2 separate regions of the Mus musculus genome follow, and region 1 is linked to region 2. The links are chromatin contacts, called in public HiChIP or PLAC-seq maps. All regions are on one chromosome and are shown on one strand. The core of a region is the stretch at or near the end of the contact, and the rest is flanking DNA. Distances in the headings are between cores, read along the strand shown. Region 1 holds the start of Syde2 (synapse defective 1, Rho GTPase, homolog 2 (C. elegans)). Region 2 holds the start of Lpar3 (lysophosphatidic acid receptor 3).

Region 1 (6,198 bases), core at 285-2,784, 230 kb before region 2:
ACTCTTGAAGTTTGGTAGAACCTGAGACCTAGTCTGTGTGGGAGCTGACTCCATGGTGAAGAGGAGGATGGGTAGGTAGCCCTTCAGCCTCCCCTCTGCATTCCTGTGTTTTGGAGTGAGTCTCAGGTCACAAAGCAATGGCTCCTCACCTCCAGGGTGTGGGTCTTGATACAATTGACTCAAATCTTTAGGCTTGAAAGCTTTGCCTTCACCTGAGGGGCACTCCTGTCAGTTTCTTTGTTCCTTTGTTTAGCTTTTTGAGAGAGGGCCTCAGGCTGTCCTCCTACTGCCTCCATCTTAAGCCTCCTTCCACAAGCAAGTATACCACCACACCAAGCCTAGCACAGGGAAGATTACACGCATACAGATACAGGGGGATGACTCCAAAGGCAGAGAGCCAGGCGCTAACAAACGGCACAGATCCAAGTGAGCTGAGAGGATGGAGCGTTTAGGCACAGAAAGCAGCTGGGCTTACATGGAGGACCATACTGGAATAAGTAAGGACCATTCACTCAACTACCACTTTTGGAGGACTTGAGTACCTACTAAGTGCAAGCATGTGCTAGATATTTGTGCGGTATGAGTGGCTCAAAGGTCATTCCCAATGCATAACAACCAAAAAGTATAGCTGAAATCAGAGATGATGGCAACACTGATTCTTATCGATCAGTGCCAGGCCAGGCAGGGTTTGGTATTGAGAGTAGGTATTTCCAAATTTCACCCTTTCTCTATTTCGACCCAGTGAACACTGAATTTCAGTTAGCATTTTTACATTTAAAAGCTGTAAACTAGCGCTTTTAGTTTGGTAGTTGTACCCGGGGCTCTTATCTGTGGTTCCATTTAACAAGTTTTGTTTGATCTAGGGATTAACGTTGGATGAGAAGGTATCATTTTTACAGAAGGAGAAACAGATTTGAAAAAGAGGGAACCGAAGTGATCTAGTACATAAAGGACTTTTTTTAAAAATTCCTTATTGAATAGGATTTGCTACAGATTTCTTTTTTATTGTTTATTTTTACGTGCATGGTTGTTTTACCTGCACCTATGACGGTTTACAACACGCATGCCGGGTGCCAGCGGAGGCCAGAAGAGGGCTTCGGAACCCCTGACACTGGAGTCCTACACCAGAGCAGCCAGCGATCCTTACAACCGAGCGACCTCTCTAGCCCCGCAAATTCCTTTCCAACAGTTCCGGGGAGCAGGGAACCGATCAGAACATCTTGGGGACAACGCTCCTGTGAGATACACCTGCACTCGCACTTGGTCGGTCCAAACAGTCTTTGTTACTCTCAAGCTAGGACTTGCTGCACCGGAGCCCCGCCTCGCGCAGGGGGCAGCGGGGAGGGGCCGGGGCGGTTGGCGGGGTGGCAGCCCGACCCGCTCCACCTTTCCCTCTCTGCAGCCGCGCAGGCCCCGCCCCCGGAGCGCCCACCTCGGGAACGCCGCGTGTTGGCCCGCGCGCCCCGTCGCGGCTCTAGTTCCGGGGCATGCGCGCTGCGGCGCCCGCGCCCCCCTCTACCGACCCGCCGCTGCCGAGTTATGCCAAGTATGTGAGGAGCTGGCGAGGACCGGCCGTGGTCATGGAGAGCCGCCGCCTCCGCCCGCGCGGGACTCGGAGCCCGCCCCGCGCCCCGGGCGAGCCGGGCTGCTGAGGGCGGCGCTCATGGCGGAGCCCCTGCGGAGGACGCTCGGCCGGCTCCGAGAGCGGCACGCTCCCGGCGCGCTCGGGCTGCACGCGGACTCCGTGGCGGCCTCGCTCTCCGAGGGACGCTCGCCGCCCCACGAGCTCGCGGGCCCCGGTATGGAGCGGCCCGCATGGGGGACCGAGCAGCCGGGCGCGCGGGTGCCATGGTCTCGCGGGGCGCAGGAGGCCGCCGCTCTGGGCCGCGCGCTTGCTCGCGCCTCCCCAGGCGCCTGGGGCAGCGGCGACGACGACGGGGAGGACGAGGGCGCCGACTACTACGAGAACCTGCCGGCGGGCTGCGCGCCCGAGGGGGCGGAGGCGCTGCGGGCCTCGCCTTCCCGAGCGCCGGGCTCCTCCCCGGGGATGGAGGGCGGCCGCCTGGAGACGGGCAGGCTGCAGACCCAGTTGCGAGAGGCCTATTATCTGCTGATCCAGGCCATGCACGACCTACCCCCTGACTCGGGCACGCGGCGGGGCGGACCCGCGGGAGCCCGGGCTCAGGGCCAGCAGCCGCCTCTCCCCCGCGGCGCAGCCGTGCGCCCAGCCTGCAGCCTCCGAGGCGGCGACCGCCCTCCGCAGCAGGTGTCCCCGCCCCGGTCGCCTCCGACGGAGTCGAGAGAGGGACGGCCTCCCAGTCCTCGGATACAACTGTCCAGTTGCAGAAGTCTCGAGAGCCTCCGCGTGAGCCGGCGGCCGCCTCTGCTCCAGCGGTGGGCGAGCGACAGCTGCATCAGGTGCGGTGCGCACCGGGACAGGGACGAGCCCCAGCCACGTGGAGGTGGGATGGACGGCTGGAGCCCGGGCAGCCACAGGGCTGCTACGTCCGCCGCTCTCCTGCCTCCCATCTGCCATGACCCCAGCGGGTCCTCGGGACGACCCTTTAAGGATCCTGTGGGGACCTCTGTGATATCCAGCAGCCAAGAGGACCATCCGGAGGATCTTCCCCTCAAGCCACCTGCGGTGACTGTCAAGAAACTGCAGAAGTGGATGTACAAAGGACGTCTGCTGTCCCTGGGGATGAAGGGTCGCGATCGCGGGACAGCACCCAAAGTTCCCGGAGCGCAGACAACCTCTCCAAATTTGGGCAGTTGGAAAGTGCATGAAAACCACGTCCTCTCGGTGACAACGGACCAAAGAATCACACTGACAGGTAGGACACTTTGCAGTCAATATGCTAAGCAGCGCCCTGAGCCTCTAGTGTGGTGGTTTTCAGCCTTTCTGATGCTGTGACCCTTGAATCTAGTTCCTCATGTTTGGTGCCCCCGACCATAAAATTATGTTCGTTGCTACTTCATAACTGTAATTTTGCCACTGTTATGAGACGTCATGCAAATATCTGTGTTTTCCAATGGTCTTAGGCGACCCCAGTGAAAAATTAGTTCAGTCACCACAGGGGTCGAGACCCTCAGGTTGAGAACCACTGGTGTACTGTTTCCCGAGTGGGCTTCTGCGGGTCTCGGGTCGCTGCTAATGTCATACATTAAATCTTGTGGTCTTTGCGCCCCCTCCCTTCCCCTCCTCCCTCTCTCCTGCTTCCTGCTTTTTCCTTCTTTCCCTTTTCGGATTTTTTGTTTTTCTCTTCTCCAAGAGTCAGCGTGCTCCCTCCCTTAGGACAACAGTGAATGAAGGTTTTAAGTCCTTTACATGCATTTAATGTAGGTTTTGATGCGGGAGGAGGGGGGCGCTATTTTAATTTTTTTCTTTTCTTTTCTGTAGCTCTAGGCAAACTCAAAGACTTGGGAAGTTTGTGAGTCTGAATTCGATCCAAGGTAGAATTTTATAGGCTTCATAAACTGTCATTTTACTTATTAGGCTGTTTTTCTTCTCACCCAGGCACCGCACATACTTGAGCTTAGACATTCACGTGAGCACGCGCTCTCTCGGGCTCTCTCTCTCTCTCTCTCTCTCTCTCTCTCTCTCTCTCTTAATCCAAAGCTAGGATTTCGTTCTCTTGTAGAACACCTATGATACTGGTTTGTAAAGAAAGTAAATGTCACTCAGGGCCAAGTGCAAGCACCTAAGTCCACTTGAAAACTTAGAAAACACTATTTATAGTAGAAAAAAAATTTTTTAAGTCTGGTTGTCCTTATATAGTATGCAAAATCTTTGGTTTGCTATGTGCATGTTTTTAAATTCTCAGAGGGTCTAGTTTTAGAAATCTCTGAATTTTGTTGTAAATATCAAAATTCTCTGGTGAATCAAAACCATGTGGCATCTTGACACCCCCTTAAAGACAGAAACTTTCAGTGAGGAGTTTTAAAAATAGTTAAGTGCTGGAAGAATTTGAGGGTTTCCTGGAAGAATACACACCCAGCCCAGCTGTGGTGGCCCAGGCCTTTCATCCTAGCACTCTGGAGGCAGAGACAGGTGCATCTCTGCAAGTTCAAGGCCAGTGTGGCCTACAGAGTAAGACCCTGTTTTTTTTTTAAAAAAGGGAAAAAAAGATCACATGTCTCTCTGAATTACTGCACAGTAACTTGAAATTATAAACACAAATGTGGGGAGAAATCCAAGTTCTAACTAAAATATGATTTTATATGATTTATAGACATTATACATTAAACAATAGATTCTAATTCTATTTCACCTGAATAAAGAGATAGTAGACAAGTCTTTGTGAAGAGAGATGCACTTTTCCAAGCTCACATCAAAATCTACTACTACTACTACTACTACTGCTTTCCCCCAGATCTAAAGTACTTGTAATAAAAAGTCTTACATTCACAGCCTTTAAGTTCCTTTAACTCTGTATGATAAATTTCACTGATAACAGAACTATGTAAAAACATTCACCATCGAATTACTTTAGTGATCCTGCAGATATTCGGGGAGTTAAATATTTTTCTTCATAGGATGAATTTGTTGCTCCTTCCATTTGACTTTATTTATTTATTTTTTTTTTTAATTTTTTTTTTTTTAAAGATTTATTTATTTATTATATGTAAGTACACTGTAGCTGTCTTCAGACACACCAGAAGAGGGTGTCAGATCTCGTTACGGATGGTTGTGAGCCACCATGTGGTTGCTGGGATTTGAACTCTGGACCTTCAGAAGAGCAGTCGGGTGCTCTAACCCACTGAGCCATCTCACCAGCCCTCCATTTGACTTTAAATCTGGAAGTGATAATAACTGAAAAAGAAATGAAAACCACGCATTGCAACCTCTGCCGCAGCCTTTTATGAGACATCTACCCTGAAGCTGCTGCAGTCCCCTCCCTAAGCCTGGCCCTCCTGGCTTCCTTTCCCATCACACATTAACTCCTCAGCATCCGGGCATGACAGAATAGCGTTTAGGTATCTCAGGATGTGCATAGTTACGCCAGCTCTCGGTGCGCGGGTCCTAGACTGTTCTGGATTCATCCACAGGTTTTACTCCTCTCCCGTCTCCACCCGAGACGAGGCCGCTGTCGTTCAGCAGCAGAGGAACCTGGAGGTTAAGGAGTCTGACCTTAGTAAGAGACTGATCTTAGTTAAGAGTCTATGCTTAGCAGGGTCAAGACCTGGGTTTGGGTCAGGTCCACTCAACACACAAAAGAGAATAAAGTGGAAAAATTGCAGCTTTTTTTTTTTTGAAAAAGTATAGTCTATTTTGAGCAGCATGTTCTTAGTTGTACAAAAGACGGTAAGTATTTTATATCACATTTTCTCTATATATTCATATGGATAGTTTCTTTACAAATGAAAGTACAAGTCAGAATCCATGGTAGATATGTGATGGCATAGAGACACCTCATCTGAGCATTTTAAAAATGTGTGGAGACGATCATGACAAATGCAAACTACAGTGGTTTTCAGTTTTGATTTCCGGCTCCCACCAGGAACCATTACACCTGTGATGGCGTTAGAGAGCCTGCAGCCTGATGGACTGACGTGTGTTGCAGCATTCACAGATTGGCCAATTTGTTCTAATTGAGACAATTATTTAAGAAATCCTAAGTCATTACACTTGGTAAATATTGTCAAGTTTCTGCAAGCCGTAGGATGATGAAGGGGCCGCAGTTCATTTGCCAGCTGTACTTCATTATAAGTCTTTATTTGAAAAGTCCTAATTAGCACGTGATTTTTAGAAATGTATTTTGGAGCACCAGTTGGTCTCTGTTGGCTGTTCATTGTGTGAAAAGTGTACTTTAGTCTCTTTGACTCCACTCCTGCTTCTGTGAAAGAAGACACTTAGTATAGTTAACTGTCAATGATTTACCTAAAAATTTTAAGGTGGTTTTAATTAGATGGCATGAATTTGTTGATGTTGTTTTTGTAGCCAGTGCTGGTCTTGAACTACAGACCTGTGCATGGCCGTGCGGTGCAAGGGGTCAAGCCCAGGGCTTTATGTACACTGGGCAAGCACTGTATCCACTGAGCCACATTCCCAGGTCCCAGCTTGCATGATCTTTTCTTGTTTGTTGGTGTGGGTTTTGGAGATAGAGTTTCTCTACATAGTCCTGGAGCTTACCCAGGTCTGCCCGCCTCCTGAGTGAGTGCTGGGGTTAAAGGCTCCTGCCTCCATTAGGCCCCGCC
Region 2 (6,466 bases), core at 2,776-5,275:
TGGCTGTCCTGGAACTCACTCTGTAGACCAGGCTGGCCTCGAACTCAGAAATCTGCCTGCCTCTGCCTCCCAAGTGCTGGGATTAAAGGTGTGTGCCACCACACCCGGCCCTTCGACTTCCATTCTTAAGATGGGTAGACTGTGACCACGGGGCCACAGTGTTGCTTGAGAGACTGATCATGAAGCACACCTCAGTTAAACATGGACCCTGGAATGCAAATCACCCACCAGAATTATCAAACGAATTTATATCCCACCTGCAATGCATAAAATTATACATTCCCTTTAAATCTTAGTCAATACTGGGAACCTCCACTAAAAATAAACAAAACTAACAGAAAACATTTTGGCAACTTCTACAGTATTTTACCATGGCTAGAAAAAGCCAGCCTAGATGTCTATCAAAATATAAGTGGATAAGGGAATTTTGGTAGATGTATACAGCACAATGGAAGTTTATTCAGCTGTAAAGAAAAACAAGCATGAAATTTGCCTGAAACCGGGTGAAGCTGGAAATCATTATGCTAAGCAAAGTCTCTCATACTTAGAAAGACACATACCACATCTCTTCTCTCATGTGTGGATCCTAGATTTTAGTCTTTATGTATGAGGTGTGTGGAGGTTAAGGTCATGGAACTCTACATGACAAGGAAGTAGGATGGGGAACACCAGGCAAGAAAAGGGCGGTGGGAGGGGAGGTGCAGGGAGACAGAGCCGAGACATAGGAGAGGGGCTCTGTGGAAAAAACAATGAGCACATTATAGTAAATCCCATTCGCTTCTGCACTAAAGTAGTTTCCAGTTTGGAGTCTAGTAAGTAGTGTCTCATTTGAGTTTATTCTTCTTTTACAGTTAGACCTGTTAAAAATGTTATCACATATTTTTGGCCACTTTCGTTCATGAGAACATTAATTGTTGGTTTACTTGGCTAATTTTCTGTTTTTATATTAAAAATTTAACTATTAGAATTTCTTGAGGCTGGTGAGATGGCTCAACTTAAGAGCTCTTCCAGAGGACCCAAGTTCAGGTCCCAGAACAGGATCTCCAATGTTTGTAATTCCAACTCCAAGGAATCGGATGTCTTCTGATCTCCAAGAGCACACACTAACACCTGGCTGGCACACACACACACACACACACACACACACACACACACACAAACATGCATACAGACACATGCATACACACATATGTACACACATGCACACACACACATACACACATGCATACACATATACACACACATACACATGCACACACATACACATGCACACACATGCACACACATACACACAAATGTGTGCATGTGAAATACACACACATCAGTAAACAAAAAGCTTTCAGGAGTTCCTCTGTGCCTTTCAACAGACACCACAGGAAGGCACTGATCTTTCAGCCACCATCAGCTGTCGACAGTTTTCTCTCCTACTCGTTAGTGGATTGTTATTTTAAAATATTATTTTTGTTACACGCAGATAGAACTTTTAGCATATAGTAAAATCAATGGCTATTTCTTGTGATGTTTTACCTTTTTGGTTAAGTTCTCCCTAAACTTAAAAAGCAAATATATATTAATATTTTCCTACTTCATGGCTGTTTCGATAACTTTTTAAGATTTGTGTTTATTTGTATTTATGTACATGTGTCTGTATTTATTGATGTTACTTGCACACCGGTGCCCAAGTAGACACGAAGAAGGAACTGGATCTGGAGTTGGAGTCACAGGTGACTGTCAGCCATTGCACAGAAGTCCTGGGAAGCAAACAATGGTCCTCTGGAAGACAGCGAGCTTTGCTCCCTGCTAAGTTCATTCCTTGTGCTTGTGAACCTTACAGTGGCAAAGATCTAAGCCCCGCCCCATCAGTGACGTGGATTAACATCAGGATTATCTTACTAATGTTGCTTTTAGGTGATGAACTCTCCTAAGTATCTTTGTATTCAACAGGATCTGTGAGTAGACTATTCTCTCTAGAGAAGTTACTTCCTTGAGATCTTTGTATGATATGTTGTGATCATAGTTACTCCTCTCCCTAACCCCTCCCAGATCCACGCTCTTCTCCCTACCCATCCAACTTCGTGTCTTCATTTTTGTTCTTTTTACATCACCCAAGTCCCGTTTGTGCTCCCCACACGTTCTCGGGCTTGTGGCCTTGTAATGGGCATGATTGATGCCCAGGGACTACTACAGTCTTAAAGAAACCAGATCCCTTCTCCCTCCCATTTGCTATCCTTGCCAAGATTTCCTCTCTCAGGTGCAGGCTTCATGCCCCCCTCCCGCCACGTGGACGGTACCACTTACATCTCTCCCTTGATGCACTCCCATTTTTTCACACATCTGCTAGCTTCTGGAGGCAGCCTCATTGCTAATTAGTCCAGGGCGGCGAATTTCAACATAACCTCAGTTAAGATTGTTCCCAAAGGGAAGGGCGTGTGAATTCTTGTCTGTATGGTTGCAGGTCCAAGAGTGGAGAGAGGAGCACGGGCCTCTCTCTTTCCACAAACCAGGCATGAAACTCATCCTTGGATCCTGGCTTGCGACTCCTTTATTCTTGTTTATTTGTTCGTTTGTTTACTTTTTAACTTCTTGTAGCACTCACATTACAACACCAAGACACGTGGGGTGCAGCAGGGGCACAGCTCCTTCAAGGCTGCAGTCTGAAACCCCCTCTACCTTTGCGAAACAAGGCTGTGACTCCTTGCTTTCCCAGAAATATAAGAGCACAAGGAGGCTGTTTGGTGAGTGTTTGTTTAAAAGGTTCTGAGTGACTCTCCAGCCAGTAGTCATCTTCGAGCTTGCCGTTTGAAGTACTGGTTTTCATTTGTTTTTACTAAGTGGTACTAATTTTAATTTGGTTTTACTTATAAAAATATCTGGAAAAGAAGTGGGACACCCCTGACCCAACAAGGGTTGAAAGAAGATAATCCTTAAATTTCATCTTAAGAGTCTGCGTGCATGTGTGTGTGCTTGTGTGTGTGTGTGTGTGTGTGTGCGCGCGCGCGCGCGCGGAACCCAGAAGTTAACTTCCGGTGTCTTCCTCAATTTCTTAACACCTGGTTTCTAGCAGAGCTTGGAGCTCATCCGTGGGCTAGACAGGCTGACCAGCAAAACCCAAGGATCGTCCTGTTTCCACCTTTCCAGCACAGGGCTTGTGGGTGGGTGAGGCAAGATGACTCGACTGAGGATCAAATTCAATCTGAGCTTATGCACTTGACCAACTAAGCCATCGGTGGTACAGAGATGGGTCCCATTGAATGCACATGATTGAACGGATGGTGAAGTACGTCCGAACCCACACTCTAGACGTTTCCCAAGTGCCCCGGGCTGCCTAAGAATGACTTCACTTCACAGGATCTTGTCCTCAGCTTACCTTCTAGCATGCAGGGACCCAGAATTTGGTTTTTAGGGCAGAGAAGCCTTTTACTCTTGCTTTCCTTTCCCCGGCCTTAAGCAAAGGTGGGTCAGTTTTGAAACAGCACCTTCAGGACTGTTGACTGCGGGAGGCCAAAATGACTCCCACGAGAAACTTAAGCAGGCTTTGTTCCCTCTTGTAACACAAAGGTGACCTGTTCTTGGCCTCTGGGGTTGCTTGAACTCTAGAGCAGCTTTGGGGTTCAGGCTTTAGGGTATCAGGTTTGGTCCTGGCTGAGAGCCTGCCTCCCGTAAGTAGTGTGGGGGTAGGGATATGCTTCCCAGCAGACACCTCAAATAGGTATCTTCCATCATAGAGAGAGTCAGAGGAATGAGTTTCAGTCTGGGCATCTTTCTGAGGTATGGCTCCCTGTGTAGGGCCTCTAGATGCTACTGTCCCCTTAGGGGACCTTAGGTAGTCTCTCAGAGCTGGCTGCCCCATAGGCACCAGGTCCCCAACCAAGGCAGAGCGCCTCCATGGACCGCTGGCCTTCTGCCGTGCCGATCCGAGCCTGGCCGGCGGGGGGCGCGCTCCCGTGGGAACTTGCAGAGGCACAGGCCGGGCGGGCTGGCGGGCGGGACCGGGCCGCCCTCCACCTCTCCACCCCCTCGTCCTAGCAAAGTTGCCCGGGACTCCCGGCGCGTCGCCGCGGACGCTGGAGAGCAGGCGCTTGGCTCTGCCTGCTCCGCGTCTTCCGCTGCTGGCTGGCCGGAGCCTGCTCGCCCCGTCGCGCTCCCCCGAGGGCATGCGACAGCGGCGGGACGCTCGGCTCCCGGGCTCGGCGGCGCGGGCGAGCGACAGCGGTGAGTGCGGTGCGCAGCGCGGGATGGGAGGTTCCCGGAGCCTCTGCGGGCCGGGGCTTTTTGGGGGGATTCTTTGGTTTCTAATCCATTTCTCCAAACTCCTGGGGCGGAACTTTCCTCGCGGTGTGTGGCGTACCCTGCGCTTTCCCACTTCGTGTTTTCCCTAGAGCAAAAAGCAATGCAGATGCAAAAGCCGGGCTGCTTCGGCTTCGGCTGGGGACTGACGGGCCGGGAGCAGGGGTGCCAGGCTCCATCGCGACGCGCTTTGCAGGGGCGCTTCTTTCCAAACTCTGGGAAGTTATATGGTGATGGGAAACGGGTTCTCCCCGGGATCCCTGGGAGGTGACATTTCCCACCTTGCAGTTAGTTTCACCGGTGTGGTGGTCTGTCTGTTGGTAAAATCTCGAGGCGAGTGCGTGCGTCTCAAGATTTGGGAAATAGTTACCATGACCAGCTCTGAACGCTATCAGGGTTGTGCGGGATGAGCCAAAGGTCTCCCATCTCCCACATCACGGGCCACAATAGTGCTTTGTTTTGTAGCAGTTTCTTCATTGCCTTCTCTGTGCAAGTTGCAGCTATCAGAAGCTGCTTAGAATTTTCTCAGGCTTGTGATTTAAGGACTGGCTGAATCTTGGAAACAATTTAGTTTTATTAATGGGATCATGGGCAGGGCCCTCCAAAGCACTTAGAGGTTAATTTGTAAATGGGATGATTTTCCCTAAATGTTTCATAATTTGCCCCTGCCATTGCACACTTTTCTCCTGCCCAACTCTTGGTCTTGGAATGTCACATTAGGCTCTTCAGGGCTCCTTCTTGTAATTTGTAAGTCTGAGGACAAAGTGAATGTTAGACCTAGACAGACTCCTTTTTGCAAGTGTGTGAAAGTTGAGTGCATGCCCAGCCTTCACTTAATGCCCCTCGATTGAATTGCTAAAGAGAGTTCTTGGGTTTGCTGTCTACCGATATTTGCTTATCCTGCTGCTAGTGAGGTTTGGGTCCAAAGATTTGAATCCAGTGGACAAGTGATTAGAATTTCCCTTCTTGCTCCCACCAGAAGGAACTCCATCAGAACAGCCTCGATACTGTTTGTTTAAGCAAACTGAGCCATTCTAAAAACCTCTAACCAACAAATACTGCCTGTTAGGTGGGATCTATACCTTGAGAACCTGTGACCCCGGACATCTAACCATGGGACAAAACTTACACCGCTTGTCACGACCACACAGCTAGTGAAATAGACCGCTTAGGAGGTCTTTTCCTATTATACTTTTTATTCTTTAGCATTATTCAAAACCTTGATTCTTCTCTTTGATTTAGAGACAGATACCACTCTTCTATATCTTGCTGAATGCATTCAGCAAGTGCAAGTCTTTGTATCAGACCAGTTCTAATTCGGTCTGGCTGTTCTTTAAGATGTTCAATAAAAGCTTATTTACATGATTCTCATTCATGAGAACATTAAATATGAGATGATTTTTTTTCAGGTAACTTCATCTGAACTGGGGATGTCGCAGTGTTAATTTCTGTCTGTCTGTCTGTCTGTCTGTCTGTCTGTCTCTGAAAGTCCAACACTCATGCCTAAGGGTGGCTGGCTGCTTCCCTAAGCTCTCCATCTTCCTCCTATGGATCAGCATCCATCATACCTAAGTCGTCCTCTGGGCCGGGACAAGGGGTAAAATCATCGTTAGAACTTGCGTGTGACTTGATATAACGCAGATGACGCGTTAGCCACTCGGCTCGGCATCTACATTCGTTCAGATGCTTCCTGGCTTGTGATGATGCCCAGCAAAGGGGTTAAGCTTCTAAATGGCTCAGATGAGGCTCACGCCGTTACTAATGTGGCATACGGGGGAGACCAAGGCTTTCCAGCCAGCCTGGCTTTGTGCTCCAAGGCTCGTTGTTTTACTTCCCTAAGCCTTAATTTGCTCATCTGTAAAACTGAAGATTACACTCAACTCCCAAGATTAAAAGAGAAGACCCGAGGGTCCTTCACATACAGAGAGTACCAAAATGGCGGGTGCCCTTTCCCCCTTCTAAACATTAAGGAGCTGACATTCACATGAACCCAGCCATGCTTGTCCATTGTTCGAGTTAGAGTCTGCAGAGAGTCCAATCCACAGGTGACTTAAGCATACACACTTTCCTCATGCTTGCCTGCCTTCCTGGACAAGAACCTTGGATTATTTCCCTTTTTCTTCACTGCTGGGACCACAGGCTAGACAGGAAGTTATGCAGGGAGATTTATGTTGTCTTA

Evidence for each region. HiChIP or PLAC-seq counts read pairs in DNA pulled down with a chosen protein or histone mark.
Region 1: a contact with region 2 is called in an HNF4G HiChIP or PLAC-seq map of pancreatic cancer cells. The contact joins the promoter of Syde2 here to the promoter of Lpar3 in region 2. A contact is called at or near these places in 6 of 39 promoter capture datasets (the 3T3-L1 cell line, hippocampal neurons, liver and 2 more), 1 of 484 Hi-C or Micro-C datasets (embryonic stem cells), 3 of 115 datasets of contacts at active chromatin or transcription factors (embryonic stem cells, extraembryonic endoderm stem cells and pancreatic cancer cells) and 2 of 9 other capture datasets (adipose tissue and liver).

Annotation. Positions count from the first base shown.
Region 1 is chr3:145,986,336-145,992,533 of GRCm38.p6, forward strand. Syde2 (synapse defective 1, Rho GTPase, homolog 2 (C. elegans)) reads left to right here and starts at 1,535. Exons shown (of 7, transcript NM_001166064.1): 1 at 1,535-2,834. The coding sequence starts at 1,664. It overlaps Gm35352 (a long non-coding RNA gene), which reads right to left and starts at 1,160. Exons shown (of 3, transcript XR_376174.3): 1 at 1,037-1,160.
Region 2 is chr3:146,216,936-146,223,401 of GRCm38.p6, forward strand. It overlaps Lpar3 (lysophosphatidic acid receptor 3), which reads left to right and starts at 4,026. Exons shown (of 3, transcript NM_022983.4): 1 at 4,026-4,212.